3 separate regions of the Zea mays genome follow, and regions 1 and 3 are each linked to region 2. The links are chromatin contacts, called in public Hi-C maps. All regions are on one chromosome and are shown on one strand. Each heading gives the region's core, a stretch centred on a gene start, on an enhancer-like site or on the middle of the called end of the contact. The rest is flanking DNA. Distances are from core to core; before and after follow the strand shown. Region 1 holds the start of LOC100502274 (Protein LAZ1). Region 2 holds the start of LOC100502422. Region 3 holds the start of LOC100276548.

The links. Hi-C and Micro-C count contacts between places; a contact is called where the count stands out from the background.
Region 1: a Hi-C map of endosperm shows a contact between it and region 2, with 3 times the contacts expected there. The contact joins the promoter of LOC100502274 here to the promoter of LOC100502422 in region 2. A contact is called at or near these places in 4 of 25 Hi-C or Micro-C datasets (bundle sheath, ear, endosperm and 1 more).
Region 3: a Hi-C map of root tip shows a contact between it and region 2, with 6 times the contacts expected there. The contact joins the promoter of LOC100276548 here to the promoter of LOC100502422 in region 2. A contact is called at or near these places in 8 of 25 Hi-C or Micro-C datasets (bundle sheath, ear, endosperm and 3 more).

The regions. Positions count from the first base shown.
Region 1 is chr6:92,284,729-92,287,815 of Zm-B73-REFERENCE-NAM-5.0, forward strand. It overlaps LOC100502274 (Protein LAZ1), which reads left to right and starts at 1,304. Exons shown (of 10, transcript XM_035959972.1): 1 at 1,304-1,492; 2 at 2,167-2,207; 3 at 2,298-2,512; 4 at 2,627-2,683; 5 at 2,808-2,916; 6 at 3,000-3,087. The coding sequence starts at 2,357. It overlaps LOC542305 (cyclin 3), which reads left to right. Exons shown (of 11, transcript NM_001363253.1): 11 at 1-287.
Region 2 is chr6:92,576,127-92,579,492 of Zm-B73-REFERENCE-NAM-5.0, forward strand. LOC100502422 reads left to right here and starts at 1,344. Exons shown (of 5, transcript NM_001196900.1): 1 at 1,344-2,227; 2 at 2,987-3,233; 3 at 3,328-3,366. The coding sequence starts at 1,625.
Region 3 is chr6:92,876,312-92,879,460 of Zm-B73-REFERENCE-NAM-5.0, forward strand. It overlaps LOC100276548, which reads right to left and starts at 1,266. Exons shown (of 4, transcript NM_001374062.1): 1 at 700-1,266; 2 at 344-514; 3 at 69-245. The coding sequence starts at 1,221.

The DNA.
Region 1 (3,087 bases), core at 54-2,553, 290 kb before region 2:
ACTACTTCCATGGAAAGAGGTGTATATATAGGCTGCTTCGACTAAACTACAGAAGTGGGATCTATCTGAATATATGCAACGGCTGTTGCAGCAAATATTTGGTGGGGCTGGGTTGGTGTGTTGTTTGTTAGTTCAATAACTTAACATTAATGAAACAGTGTTTGTGTTGTTTAGGGTTTTTTTTTCCAATTATATCGATTGGAATTTCATTTGTTGTATCCTGGCCATCATTCTTTACTCATGTCATGTGACACCTCTGCGTTTTGAAAAATAAACATTGATTATGTGGATCTGCTGAAATTGTTGTCTGACTTGCCAGTATTCACTCAACGCGGTTATCGACCTAGACAGTAGATGCGTCAAACATGAAGCCGTGTCTCATGCCCATTAGTTCCTGGTAATTAAATTTGTATTGTTATTATCACTTTTTTTGTCTTTTTCTTGATATCATGGACTTTTTTTTGGGTTATGAACTTTACATCCGCAATTAACAACACCTTGCAGTGTGAAACGTGAATGGCTCTGAAGTGAGCTTGTAGTAGCTGGTTTACTACTATGACCATGACCACCTTGCATTTCAGGCGTGAGGTTATTGATTTTTTTAAACTTCAACAAAAAAATGTGAAGTATCATTTATTTTATTTATCAGTTGAGGTTGTTTGAACGTGACTTAAAATTTTACATTTTTAAATAAATATTTTGAATAAAATAAGTGGTTGTTTTTTTAAAATTTTACATTTTTGAATAAAATAAGTGGTTAATTTTTTTTAAAAAGTCAACGGTGTCATATACTACCTCTAGTTTTTTATATATGACGCTCACCAATTCATTTTTGACTTTTCGACGACAAAAAAAAAAATTGGAGGTAGTATTTAAGAACGATGGAGTATTAGACAAAATACTCTCAGCAGCAAGCTCTTAAATTTTATTCGCCCCTGGCGTCTTGAAATTATATATACAATCTCTTGCCCTTATCGGGGGAAAAAATATATCACCTATCTTGAATTGAGTTAAATCCGCCCATTGCCATGGAAGTCCATCTCTCAAGTCCTCCACATGATCTTCCAGATCGTCTCAACTCCATGCCTCCAATCAAACAACTTTGATCCCCATTGTACAATGGAGTCACTTTGACAGCCACCGCGTCTCTAAATACAACCATCCATGCTTAATACACCTTTTGTTTTTATTAGTCTGTATGTTTTCGACGCATTGTGTTGTTTTTTTAGTAAAATGCAAACTGCATACCAAATCACCTTTTGTGTTCTAGTTTAATTTTCAAGATCCAAATTTGAATTGGGGGCTACGATCTGGAGTTGCCAGAGAACGAAGGCAAGAGCACAGGAAAAAAAAGAGGGCCAGCCCAGAGAGAGCGAGAGTTCCTGGTTGACCCGACCAGACAGACAGCGACTGCAAACAAAACCAGAGACGTTGCGAGCATGTGGTGCAGGAGAAACAATTTCTCTCCCCGCCGTCCCTGTCTCCCTGACAAGTACGATTCCGCCACCTAATCCTCTGTATGTAAATGTAATCAAGCCCCACGCTCCCCATGGTTCTCTTCCAACCCCAATTAATCCTAGGCAGGCAAAGCTCGTTTTTTCTTGTGCGCCGGTTGATTGGGCTCTCTGTTTGCGGAGTCTTGCTCTCCCTCTGGTCGGTTTTCGTTGATCCCTCCTGCATTGGTTTGCTCCGGCTCAGATCCGATTCTCTAGGTTTGTATCCTTTCCTTTAGTTCTGTTTTGGATCCTCCCTTCGTCAAGTTTTCCGGCGGTGACGGTGAGGGAGAAGTGGGTTGGCAATTTGACGAAGACACGGCCGCCCACCGCCGTGGGGTCATCCATTAGTGCGACGTCCGACGTCGCCATGGGTGATCCGGCTGCTCGAGCTTGCTCAGGTTTCCTTTTAGGGGCTATTTTGGATCGAAGATCGTTTCTTGGCGGAAAACTCCCAGATTTACAGAAGCTCACCTATTGCCCCTTTAATATTTTTTCCAGTTCCAGATTTCCCAGTAGCCCCCTTCAAATCTTTGATCGGGGTTGGGTGCAAAGCAACGTTATTTCTGCTTCATTCATGTGCGGTCTTTACGAGTTCAATTCTGCTGCCCCTTCAAGATTTGCCCTTGCGTCCTCCTCATCTTTATCTCTTTTATATATATGGTGTTTGCAGGAAGAGAGACCAAAGTATCAAGTGGAACAACAGAATTTTAGGTACTGCCGTGCCGCTCAACAAGGGAAGAGCAAGAGCTCCAGTCTCTGTCTCACTTATTATGATCCTCTATGAACCATACCCTGCAACAGATTTCATTCCAAACGGGGCATAATCATTGAAGACCAGTTAAGGGGGGCAGTGAGAAGGGATGGCGGTGGAGTTGGCCAAGCAATTGCTTGCGGTTATTGGAAGCTATACACCACCTCTCTGGGCTACCCTCATCGCCGGGGTTTTTGTTATCATCTCCGTCTCGCTGTCCCTGTACTTGCTGTTCAATCATCTGTCAGCCTACAAAAACCCAGAGGTTGTGGATCGTTATCAGTGTTGCTTAGTGTTTAAATAAATCAATGTGATACATTGTTTGAACCGTGTCTGACTTGGTATTTTCACTCATTCTTGCCGCATTATGCTCTTTCAGGAACAGAAGTTTCTTGTCGGCGTCATTCTCATGGTGCCGTGCTATGCAGTCGAGTCGGTAAGGTGCTGTGCTGCTGCTTTGTCATTCATCCTAGATTAATACCTAGTCCATATAGGATAAGATCTGGTTGCTCGATTGATGCATCGCCGTACTGTTTAACATTTTATGAGAACTCTTGCAGTACATATCACTGGTAAATCCATCAATAAGTGTTGATATCGAAATCATGCGAGATGGCTATGAGGCATTTGCTATGTACTGTTTTGGGCGCTATCTAGTTGCTTGCTTAGGTACTCCTCTGTCACTTACTTCACATTCCAATGATATTTATTATTCATATCTTGGCCTAACCATGCACCTGTACTTATGCCAGGTGGTGAAGATAGGACAATTGAATTTTTGAATAGGGAAGGTGGTTCAGGTTCTGCTGCACCACTTTTAGGACAAGCATCTGAACAACG
Region 2 (3,366 bases), core at 94-2,593:
TCAATATATGCTTATTTCAACTTATTCGGTAAAAGACCTACCCATGACCATTACAATTTCAAGAGAAATTACCCACTATTGCTACTTAAAAAATGTTTTATCTATTTTTTCTTGCTCATGCCCCACAACACATAACTGAGGGTTCGTTTGGTTGAGCTGTGGCAGTGAAAAAAGTTGTTGTAAGCTGTAAGCTGTGAAAAAAATTGTTGTGGGCTGTGAGCTGTCAAAAAAAGTTGTTGTAGTATGTGAGTTGTTAAAAAGCTAAAAACTGTTTGATGGAAACCATTAAAAGTCGTTAAAAGTTTTTCGATATATGTTTTTACAGTTCCATCCGAAAAGCCACTAAAAACAGGTTCAGTGGTGCTTTCAGATTTGCACTGCAAGAAAGTCGGCTTTTAAAAAAAACTGCTTACTTGATCCAGTTCTTTGATTGACTTTTGGTTTTTAGGGTGCAAAAGCCAAAGCCAAAGCCAAACCAAACACACCCTGAATCAATAATCAAATTTCTATATTACACAACAGACACCTAGAGTATTTAATCTAGATTATATAATAGATTATTTGATCTCATATATAATCCAGATTATATAATTTACAGGCTGAAACAAACCTTAAGCGCAGTACATATACCAATCCAAAAATTATGAAACCTCAAGTTTTTAGTTTCTGTTTGAGGCGTTGGATTTGAGGAGAAGAACTTGGTGTGGTGGCCAAGGCCAAATATTTGTGGATGGTTCTTGGGAGTGCAAACTGAACAGGTGACTGTACAAGTCGCGCTTTCCCTGCCTCAAGATAGGAGATAGCAGAACGCCATCTATGGCCATCATCGTCTCCACGTCAAGCGGCAAACCATCGCTCCCTTCCCTTCCCCTATGGCCCTATATCTCATCTCCCCAAGTTCTCCCCTTTCTCCAGGTCCCGCCTCACACCACCTCACCTCATCACTACCTCACCCACCCAGCCCCCCAAGAACTACCCATCAACCATGGCGCCGCCGTCGGTGTCCGCCTCCCACCTCCTAATCACCGCCTCGCTCCCAAAGCCCAAGCCTTCCTCCCTCCGCCCGCCGCGGCTCCCTCTCGCCAAGCCCCTTCCCGCATCGGCGGCGCTCCTGGCGCTCGCGGCCTCGCCCGCGCTCGCCGCCGACGCGCCGGCGCCTGCCCCCGCCCCAACCCCCGCGCCGGCGCCGGAGCTCCAGGCCGAGGCGCCCACCCCGACAGTCAACCCCTTCTCCAGCTCCCTCCTCACGGCCCCCAAGCCCTCCGCCGCGGCCTCCGACCTCCCCGAGGGCGCTCAGTGGCGCTACAGCGAGTTCCTCTCCGCCGTCAAGCGCGGCAAGGTCGAGCGCGTGCGCTTTTCCAAGGACGGCGGTCTGCTCCAGCTCACCGCCGTCGACGGCCGCCGCGCCACCGTCGTCGTCCCCAACGACCCCGACCTCATAGACATCCTCGCCACCAACGGCGTCGACATCTCCGTCTCCGAGGGCGAGTCGGCGGGCCCGGGCGGCTTCGTCGCCTTCGTCGGCAACCTCCTCTTCCCTTTTATCGCGTTCGCTGGCCTCTTCTTCCTCTTCCGCCGCGCGCAGGGCGGGCCCGGCGCCGGGCCTGGTGGCCTCGGCGGGCCCATGGACTTCGGCCGCTCCAAGAGCAAGTTCCAGGAGGTGCCTGAGACGGGTGTCACCTTCCTCGACGTTGCCGGCGCGGACCAGGCCAAGCTCGAGCTGCAGGAGGTCGTGGATTTCCTCAAGAACCCCGACAAGTACACCGCGCTCGGAGCCAAGATCCCCAAGGGTTGTCTCCTCGTCGGCCCGCCTGGGACCGGGAAGACCCTCCTTGCGCGTGCCGTCGCTGGGGAGGCCGGGGTGCCCTTCTTCTCCTGCGCTGCCTCTGAGTTCGTCGAGCTCTTCGTCGGTGTCGGTGCCTCCAGGGTGCGCGACCTCTTCGAGAAGGCCAAGGCCAAGGCGCCCTGCATTGTCTTCATTGATGAGATTGATGCCGTTGGAAGGCAGCGCGGTGCCGGACTTGGTGGGGGTAATGACGAGAGAGAGCAGACCATTAACCAGCTCTTGACGGAGATGGATGGCTTCGCTGGCAACAGCGGTGTCATTGTGCTTGCCGCCACCAACAGGCCCGATGTGCTGGACTCCGCGCTCCTACGACCAGGGAGATTTGATAGGCAGGTCACCGTTGACAGGCCAGATGTTGCCGGACGCGTCAAGATTCTTGAGGTCAGTGATGAACTCCTGCCACTACTAGCCTGTAAATTTGTGCTTAGCTAGCAGTTGATATGCTTCTGAACTACTAGTAGTATTGAGGAACTTATTTATAGACCTGCTTAGGGCCCTTGCCACCTGCCACTGAAGATACTTGCATTGATTAAGTGACATTAATGCAGTTAGTCTAGCAAAGGGTACTTCCTTGCTTGGAAATTGACAAACACAGAGAAAACTTTTTTTGAATATTTGCAAAAGTTAACGTGGATGCTGGAAACGCTCATCTTCTTAGAGTGTTATAAGATTTCGTTAGTGGAAATGGTGCTACATATTTGGCAGTTGGCTGCCCCTTAAGGCCTTAGTCGGATTACATGGGATTAGAAAAAAATATATGAAGAATTTTAACTTGCTTTGGATTTAAACCCTCTCAATCCCATCCAATCCACATGGATTGAGATTAAAACGAACACACACTAAATGTATAAGTCATCAGCATGATTTGTTAAATCTACCAATGCCATGGTTCTATGTATCGAATAACAGAACAGAGGGTTCATATCCTTGTAAGATTAGAACATATGTTGTTTTCTAGCTTTGTGAGTTCAACCGCAATGCCCTTAATATGTCTCCATCTACTCATGCTAGCCTTTGTAGGTACAAGCTATACTAGCATGCACAATATTATTTAAAAAAGAAGTTTGATTTTTCCCAGTATCCTGATTTCATTTTAAATGTATGTATACATGAGCTTACAAGTCTTTTTTTATCAAATAGGTCCACTCCCGAGGAAAGGCTTTGGCGAAAGATGTTGATTTTGATAAAATTGCTAGAAGGACCCCTGGTTTCACTGGTGCTGACCTCCAAAACCTCATGAATGAGGCTGCCATCCTTGCTGCTCGCCGTGATCTTAAGGAAATTAGCAAGGATGAGATCTCTGATGCTCTTGAGAGAATCATTGCTGGCCCTGAGAAGAAAAATGCTGTTGTTTCCGAGGAGAAGAAGAGGCTCGTCGCTTACCATGGTAAATGTTGTCAAATTTATATTATAACCATAAGTTTGACTCCCGCTTACGGGGCTCAGGTTCCTAATCTGTTGTTGAACTTTGGAATTTGTAGAGGCTGGCCATGCCCTTGTCGGCGCCCTCATGCCAGAGT
Region 3 (3,149 bases), core at 16-2,515, 300 kb after region 2:
GGGAGTCTGGCAGATCTAGAACCAATGTATTGTGTGTGTGGGCAGGCAGCGGTCACGGTGGTGACTACCTCGGAGCAGGAGGCGTGCATGCCGAAGTCGTTGAAGCAGCTGACGACGCACTGCTGGATGTCCAGCCCTAGCGCGTCCAGCGTGCTCACCGTGGACAGCAGCAGCCCCGGCCTGGCGCTGGCGCCGCAGTAGATCTCCACCCGGGTGTCGGCGCCCTCCTTCCGCTCCACGTCCAACTGCACGAGGACGCAGCATCAGCATCAGCATCAGCGTCTCAGCCGCGCCTCGCATTCCCCTTCCCCCAATCGCGGCCAGCCACAAGATAGAATCGTACCTTGGGGGTGTTCCTGGCCACCATCTCGTTGGGGTTGAGCTCCCGGAAGACGCTGAGCATGCCCGCCGGCGCCTCCCCCTGCTGCTCGATCTCCTCCTGCAGCAGCTTGATCCTCTCCAGCAGCTCCTTCATGTAGTCGATCGTGTCGCCCAGGATCGACGTCCGGTCCATCTGTGCACCCACCACGCGCATTTCGTATCTCATCAGTCATCAGCCCAGCCGCCGACGCCGTAGATAGACATACTGATTGCGTGTTTGCTGTTTTCTTGTCCGACGAGGTGGACAAAGAACCAAGAAAAAAGGAGAGATCCCCCCCCCCCCCCCCCCCCCCCCCCCCCCCTCTTTGTCCTTCTCACCTTGCTGATCTTGGGCACGACGGAGCGCAGCATGGAGAGGCGGTCGTTGAGGCGCTTGCGGCGGCGGCGCTCGGCCATGAGGTTCTTGGACGGCATCCCCTCGACCCTCTTCTTCTTGGACGCCGCAGGGGCGGGCGTCGGCGCGGCGGCGCCGCCGCCGTCGCTCTCCACCAGGCCGGGCTCCACCTTGCACACCCCGAGGCCGGCGTTGTTGTCCAGCTGCAGCGCCTCCTTGGGCTCCGCGACGTGGAGGAACGCCATCTCGTCGCCGGCATTGGGCCCGCCGAACGCGGCGGCGGCGCCGTAGACCTCGCTGAGGCAGTCGAAGGCCGGCGGCTCGGCGCAGGAGGCGGTGAAGGTGGGGAGGACGCTGACGGTGGGCGCCTGCTGGTTGTGGAAGGAGCAGTCAATGGCGGCGGCCGCCGCCGGGGCGAAGAGGTCCCCCATGGACACATTGCAGTCCCAGGCGTCCCTGCGCAGGGAGAGGATCTCCTCCAGGAAGGCCTGCTCGTCGAGCTCCATGGCCGCATCCGCCGCCTTCTCCTCGAACTCGAATGAAAAAGGGAGGTGTGTGTGCCTGCGGTGGAGGGAGGAGACGGACAACGGGGGATTAAGATACGGGGAATGAAAGGGGGGGACAATTATTCCCTTTGATAAATGGTAAACAGTTGCCATTAAGGTAGTAGGCTGCTAGTAACAAATACGTAGTAGTACTACATTAATCCATGGAACTTGCTGCTGATTTATCTGTGGTGTGTACCGTACTAGTCGCAGCAGTAGAATGCAGTGAGGCCCCCAATCTGGTTTTTTGTTGTATTGCGACCTGTGAACCCTAGGCCTGGCCTAGCTAGGGCATAATGACAGTGCTAGGCTCCAGGAGGATTCGTCCTGGGCGTCGGGTAAAGCTCTCTGCCCTGTGATAGTGTGTGATGATGCCCTTTAATCTACTGACTGAGTAATTAGCGGGCACAGGCAGGCTTTGAAAGCTCCAACGCTCATGACTGACTGAGACTGAACTCTTGATGGCATATATTCAGAGATGACAGAAACTCTTGGCCACGCCCACGCCCACGCCCACACTGATGAAAGCCAAGCCATGGAGTTCCTCCCCTTCATCCTCGCTGTCATGCCATGCCACGGCAGCTGAATCGAATGGATTGATTTCTGTGGCAAACATTTCTTAATACTCAATCAATCTCGGGAAAACGAAGACGGCCAAGCTGGGAGAATGATATGATGACGAGGCCCCGGCCTCAGAACAGAAGATCCCGTGTGCGGGGCCCGCAGGTTTGACCCCACAAATGCGTCGAAAACGGCTTCTGGGGCGGCAGCGGCTCGCCCGTATCAGTTTCCCTGCGCATCCCTGGCTCCTGCATTGGCAATTGGCATGCAGGCGGGTGGGTGGGCTCACCCGTTGGAGGCCCACGTACACGTACGTGTCCTCTGCCTCTCTCTCTCGCCTCGTGGGCCTTTCTGAGCCCCAACTTGTGTCGAGCAGTTAGACAGCATTTCCTCGGTGTTTGTTAGCGCGGAGTATATATACCCATGTATATACCCATGGCCTGCTGCTGCTGTTCGAATGGTCCATACCATGCATCGTTCCGAATGGTCCATGCATGCATCGATCCCGTCCGTAGCTCTTCTGTTCTTTGTACAAGAGCAGCCTACGAGTACGTACGTAGCTTTTATTGCTGCTGTGCACTTGCCCTGCACCAGCTAGCTAGGACCCTACGTACGTACTGTACAGCTTCTTGGACGACATCCTCTACTATACCTACCTGTCTGTCTACACTAGGTTATGTATCTATATATACCAGCTACATAGTACATATCCGTATGCACAGAGCTACTATGCTAGCATGAAGGACGACGCCGGGTACATGAGAGAGAATAGGAGGAGAACAACAAGCGCATGGCGCCACCGACCTCGGGAACTGCGCGTGGGCCCCGGCCCTCTCCCTCCCCTTCCCACTCTCGACTTGAGACTATCCTCAACGCTTTGCGCTACCGCGCCCTCTCCCCTGCGTAGGGGGTCTCTACGCCCGCAGCGGCTAACGCTAGAGAGCTCCCTATGCGCTGCAGTCGTAGGGGTGGGCGTGCGTGCCCCCAGATCAAGGGGATCACTGTTCATCCCCTACAGCACTGTGTTGTGGAGCCACGAGTAATTGTTAGTAGATAAAAAATTGGTAATAGATATAGAAAATGTTATTTTATAGTTGTAGTGGGGTATAGGGGGAGTATTTAGGGGGAACCGCTGCAGGAGATGAAAACATAGGGGGTGAAATATTGATGATGTGACCCAAAAAGTGATATAGGGGGAAAATTTAGGGGTAACGCTTGCGATGCAAGAACGGTGTGACGTCTGCTCTTCGATTCTACTAGCTGAGTTCAGGCCACGGTTTACAAAACCGGTGGGGATGTAAAAACCGCACCCCACCGGTAACGGTTTA